2 separate regions of the Sus scrofa genome follow, and region 1 is linked to region 2. Evidence: chromatin contacts called from public HiChIP or PLAC-seq data. All regions are on one chromosome and are shown on one strand. The core of a region is the stretch at or near the end of the contact, and the rest is flanking DNA. Distances in the headings are between cores, read along the strand shown. Region 1 overlaps TTC7A (tetratricopeptide repeat protein 7A). Region 2 overlaps STPG4.

Region 1 (2,700 bases), core at 191-2,690, 65 kb before region 2:
TGCCATCGCGGAGATCCAGGAAGGGAGGAAAGAGGGAATGATGAGGGCGGGAAGGCCTGGGAACTCCGTGGCCCTGCCCTCCCTGAGCGGCGCCCGTTATAGGCGTGATGCTCCGTCACCCTGAGCAGCATGCACGTCGTTCCCATCCCGGCGTGGGAGGCACAGCCGTGCCATCTCCCAGGTCAAGTGTCAGAAGCTGAAAGTCACTCAGCAGGTCTGGTCTCCTCTCTCAGCACAGGGTCGGGAGGGGTCAGCAGGGACATTGGGATGCAATCGAGATGCCGGTTCTGGGTTCCCACCTTCTCCCTGGAGACCTGTTCTCAGGGCAGCTGGGGGTCAGGGTGCCAAGAGGGTGCCGGACCGTGGGCCCTCGGCCCAGTGCCAAGCTGGGGGCAGAGCAGGTGAGACCTCGCATCTTCCTGGGGCGGGGCCCCGCCCAGTTGTCAGGCAGCAAACAGCTCGAGTTGCTACCAAACATGAACTGAACAGGCTGGTGTCTCGGGCAGGTGGCCGCAGATCCTGTTACAGGCCCTGGGCCTCCAGGCCCCAGCCTGACCCCGGTGTCTCCTTTCAGGCGCTAAGGTCAGCACCCCAGGGTTGGGAGGGGGGGACGTGATCCAACCCCAGGGGGAGCCTTGCCCTCTAAAGGAATCTGCTCTTCTGCACCCTCCTTGTCCCCCCTTCCCGCCACCCTGACCCTCTGTTCAGCTTGGGGACACTTCCATTTGCTGTCAGCCCCAACCTGCGCCTTGCTACCCAGTTTCAAATCCATCCTTGCAGAATCCCCACAGTAGCCTACAAAGGAGGACTGTTCGCTGCCCCAGATTACAGATGAGGAAACAGTGGCTCCGAGAAAATGGGCCACTTGCCCACGGTCACGGCCCTTGTCAGAGACAGAGCTGGGAGTCCAGCCCGGCCAGGTCTTCCAGCTCTGCAGCCCTGGGCTTTGTCCCTCTACACAGGACACACAGAGAAGCCTCCCCAAAACCTTCAGCACCGCGAGGAAAACCAACCCTCCGTCCCACCCCAAACATACCTGTGCCCTGTTCAGGCTGCAGATGCATCTGGGCCCCTTCCCAAACACCTACACACTTCTCAAGATCAGGGGTTTTTAAACTCATTTTTTAGCTGTAGAGCCCACTTTTCAAACAAAGTCTCCCATGGAAGCTCAATAGAGAAAACTTGGTGTGTAAAAACCACAGGGCCCCACCCCCGCTCTGGGAGGTGCTGCTGGCCTTCTCTGTCCGTCCTCGTTGCTCCCCCATGGGCAGCACTCACAGGGCTCAAACCTTCCATTTTTGGTGCTTAATTGTGGTGTCTGGCGGCCTGTCGTCTCGCCTTCCTGCCCTCCTCCCTGTGGGCCCTGTTCCATCATGAGCTGCTCAGGGTCCAGCTCCCAGGCCATGCGGGCAGAACAGCTTGGCCTGGAGCCCTGCCGGTCAGGCTGGGCACTGCCCTCCGGTCCCGGGCAGCCCTGAGTCAGCACCGCTCCTCTCTGGCCAGATCCAGGGGCTGTGCCTCAGCCTCCACCCTGCCCCTGGTTCCCCTGTGCGCCCCCATCCCTGCGGTTCCCTGAGGACGGCTTGGCCCTGCCTCGAACAGCTCCCCTTCCCTGCCCGGCCCCCTGGCCACCAAGACAGCCAGCCGGCACCTCCAGAGAGGGAGAGAGGGGCTTTTCTAGGGCTTCCTGAGCCCCATCTTTTACTCTTGCCTAATTGGTCGTGTTCCAGGCCCTCAGAGGACTTTATGAAATCAGCCATGTGCATCTTCCCCAGTGGGTCTCCATAGCAACGGAGGGCCTAACTCTGGGGAGTGCGGCGGGAGGAAAATGTTCCAGCTAAAAATGTACATGGCCATCCGTGGGCGGGCACCCGCGAGGGGGCTCCAGGCACATAGAAGGCAGCTCCTCAGCCCCCGCCTGTCCAGGAAGCCAGTGTGGTTCAGGCTTTATCTATGGCTTTGAACGAGAGGCTGGCCCCCGGCGCTGTGTGCTGCTCTGTGACACCTTTGAGGGCTGGAACACACTTGGATGGGTTGGTGCAAAGCAACCTTTCTGGGACTGGAGGTCACATGAGGACCCTGGCCCCCCACCTCCCCACATCCTCCTCAGTGTGGGTGGACGGGGACATCAAGGAACAGGGTGCCAGTTTCACTTCCCAACCCTTTTGGGACCAGTCCCATCACTTCCTCTATTGCTCAGGGTCGTTGGAGCCAAACAGCAGGGCCAAGCCTCCTGGGTGGTCCTGACCCCTCCGCAGAGGCCCTCCCCTCACCCAGCATCCATCCGTCCCTGTCTCTGGCCATCTGACTCTCTTCCTGCACCCCTCGCCTGCCAGGCCAGGCTGGGCTGGGTTTTAAGTCCCAGGAGGACAGGCCACTGCTGTAGGCACAGGACCTGTCCCTCCACCCTCAAGCCTGGAGTGTACCCTCCTCGGTCTCGAGTGTGCCTTGGGGAGAAGGGCGGTGCCACAGTGCAGCACAGGGACTCAGGGTCCACACCCATGACTTCGAGTTCACACATGCCAGGCATCATTCAAGTGCTTTGCCTGTACTGTCGTGTAAACGTCACAACCCTAAAGGTGGGCACGGTGGTCCTTCGCATTTACAAATGAGGAACCCAAGGGCCAGAGAGCGGTGACGTGCCCAGAGTCCCGCAGCTGTACTGGGGAGACCCAAAGCCAGGTCTGCTGAGTTGAAAGC
Region 2 (2,700 bases), core at 79-2,578:
GAAGAAAATCTAAGGCGTGAGCGGCTGATGGAGGAGAGAGTTCAAGAAATTGAGAAGCCAGATTTGGAAAATCATCATTGTCTATTGTGTACTGAAATTATGACAGGAGTAGTGGAAAGAGTGCCAAGGAGCAAAGGGAGCCAAAATCATCCAGACATGAGGTGCCAGAACCCAGGGATTAGTGGATGACGGCAACACAGGGGAAAAGTGGGTCATAAAACTACATAAGGAAGAGAGATGGTGCCACTTTTGTATGTGTGTTCTAAAATAAAAACATTACTTCTCTAATAAGAAAACACAGATTGTAAAAATTGCAGATCCATGATCAAATACTCTTTGGAAAAAGCCAGATACAGATGATTGCACACGCACACACACACACACGAAAGGATTCTTTGATACAGGTTCTCCAGTTGAGTTACATGCTTCAGAATCAAGGTATTAAAAATAGTAAGAGATGCAAACTATTGCCTTTGGAATGGATTAGCAATGAGATCCACTGGGAACTATGTCTAGTCACTCATGATGGAGCATGATAATATGAGAAAATAGAATCTATACACATAGGTGTAACTGCGTCACCATGCTGTACAGCAGGAAAAAAAATTGTACTGGGGAAATAACAATTAAAACAAACAAAACAAAACAAAATAGAGCTTTCTTACAAATAAAGAACAGCACTAATGAGGTATAACATAAATAATCTACGAAATTTAGGGCACTTGAGAATGTTGCTCTACCTCAATAAATAACAATGATGTATACTGTATTCACCTTAAATTCAAATTATTATTTTACTGAATCCTATTTAAAAAACTGAAGTTTGAATTTCATTGGTGCTGCGTAAGCAGTGTTACATCTGAATAGCCCTCCTCTTAATGACTGTATTGTCATATATCTTTGAAACAGAAAAGTAGGAAATCACTTAACTCTCCCAGTTTCCAGAGCTCAAGCCTTTGTGGGAGAGGGGGAGAAAGAGGAGAAAGGAACAGGAAAGTTACGTTTTCAGAAGGTTTTATCCAGCCCTTTGGGTAAGCCAAATTCTTTTGGTCTTTTAAAGCTTTAAATTTTGCCTAATACCAACCATGTAGATTTTCTACTTTCGACACTGGGCCCAGCGTTACCCTCAGAAACCTCTAAAAGCCAGCAGAGAAGCACCAGGAGGCGGTGGAGGCTGAGGCAAAATGCTCTCGCCTTGGAGGTGGCCAGAACGATCTCGCACGTCGCCAAGCTACCTGATACTAAGCCGTAAACGTCTAAGCATAATTTAGTGTTTGTATTCATCTGCCGAGGCGAACAGGATAAGATTAACCCGATGAGCATTTATCATTCTGCCCGGTGTCAAAGCTATAATTTGCAAAGCCGTAGGAAGGGTTCACGCTTGGGATACATGTGCTCATCCGGCTGGAAAGATTTCTAGTCCATCCTAATAACCACAACCCCTTTCCATTTAGTTCAACCTCCGGTTGCAATGCATCTACTCCGGGTATCACCATATTATGCTGACACGGTTGTAAAGCCTGGTACTATTTTTGGCTCCTTTGTAAATGGACGCTATTAAGGCCCAAAGTCCCAAATAACAAAGTCCAAATCCCAACACTGGCCCTTGGGCTCAGAAGCCTTCAGTTGAAAGTACTATCTCGCCTATTTATTTATTTATTTATTTATTTATTTATTACTTATTTCTTTTGCCTTTTTTAGGGTTGCATCCACGTCATATGGAGGGTCCCAGGCTAGGGGTCAAATCGGAGCTACAGCTGCCGGCCTACACCACAGCTCACGCAACGCCAGATCCTTAACCCACTGAGAGAGGCCAGGGATCGAACCCGAATCCTCATGGATCCTAGTCGGGTTTGTTAACTGCTGCACCACGTCGGAACTCCTGTGTCACCTATTTGTTAGCTATGCGCCTATGACCCTGCTGCTTCATCTCTATTCACCTCAGTTTTCTCATCTGTAAAAGGGGGATAGCATCTGTTTTGCTGGTTTCAGAATGCCTGCGAAGAACTACTAAGAAAATATATGTGGAAGCTCACAGTAAACTATTAAGAGCCACATGGAGGAGTTCCCGTAGTGGCTCAGTGGTTAACGAATCTGACTAGGAACCATGAGGTTGTAGGTTCGATCCCTGGCCTTGCTCAGTGGGTTAAGGATCCAGCATTGCTGTGAGCTGTGGTGTAGGTTGCAGACGCGGCTCAGATCCCGCGTTGCTGTGGCTCTGGTGTAGGCCGGCAGCTACAGCTCTGTTTCCACCCCTAGCCTGGGAACCTCCGTATGCCACAGGAAGTGGCCCTAGAAAAGGCAAAAAGACGGAAAAAAAAAAAAAAAAAAAGAGCCACAAGGAGTGAGGGTGGGGGATAAATTGGGAGGATGGGATTAACACATACACACTACTATGTATAAAACAGACAACCAACAAGGACCTACTTATAGCACAGGGAGGTCTACTCAATGTTCTATAGTAACCTATACGGGAAAAAGGAATGGATATATGTATAACTGACTCACTTTGCTGTACGCGTGAAACTAATACATTATAAAACAACTATACTCCAATAAAAAATTTTGTTTTTGTTTTTTAGGGCTGCACCCACGGCATATGGAAGTTCCCAGGCTAGGGGTCCAATCGGAGCTGTAGCTGCCAGCCTACACCACAGCCACAGCAACGCCAGATCCGAGCCGCTTCTGTGACCTACACCA

What was found. HiChIP or PLAC-seq counts read pairs in DNA pulled down with a chosen protein or histone mark.
Region 1: a contact with region 2 is called in an H3K27ac HiChIP or PLAC-seq map of skeletal muscle. The contact joins two enhancer-like sites. A contact is called at or near these places in 5 of 47 Hi-C or Micro-C datasets (embryonic fibroblasts, liver and skeletal muscle) and 1 of 2 datasets of contacts at active chromatin or transcription factors (skeletal muscle).

Annotation. Positions count from the first base shown.
Region 1 is chr3:93,460,096-93,462,795 of Sscrofa11.1, reverse strand. The region is part of intron 19 of TTC7A (tetratricopeptide repeat protein 7A); the gene reads left to right. Among named protein-coding and RNA genes, the nearest start is that of STPG4, 75 kb to the right of the region's middle. Within about 2 kb of position 1,440, at least 31 of the 83 cell types and tissues checked have an H3K27ac peak or open chromatin away from gene starts, as enhancers often do. A contact at or near this core is called in skeletal muscle, where this site is marked.
Region 2 is chr3:93,395,354-93,398,053 of Sscrofa11.1, reverse strand. All of the region lies in intron 3 of STPG4, which reads right to left. Among named protein-coding and RNA genes, the nearest start is that of STPG4, 10 kb to the right of the region's middle. Within about 2 kb of position 1,328, at least 1 of the 83 cell types and tissues checked has an H3K27ac peak or open chromatin away from gene starts, as enhancers often do. A contact at or near this core is called in skeletal muscle, where this site is marked.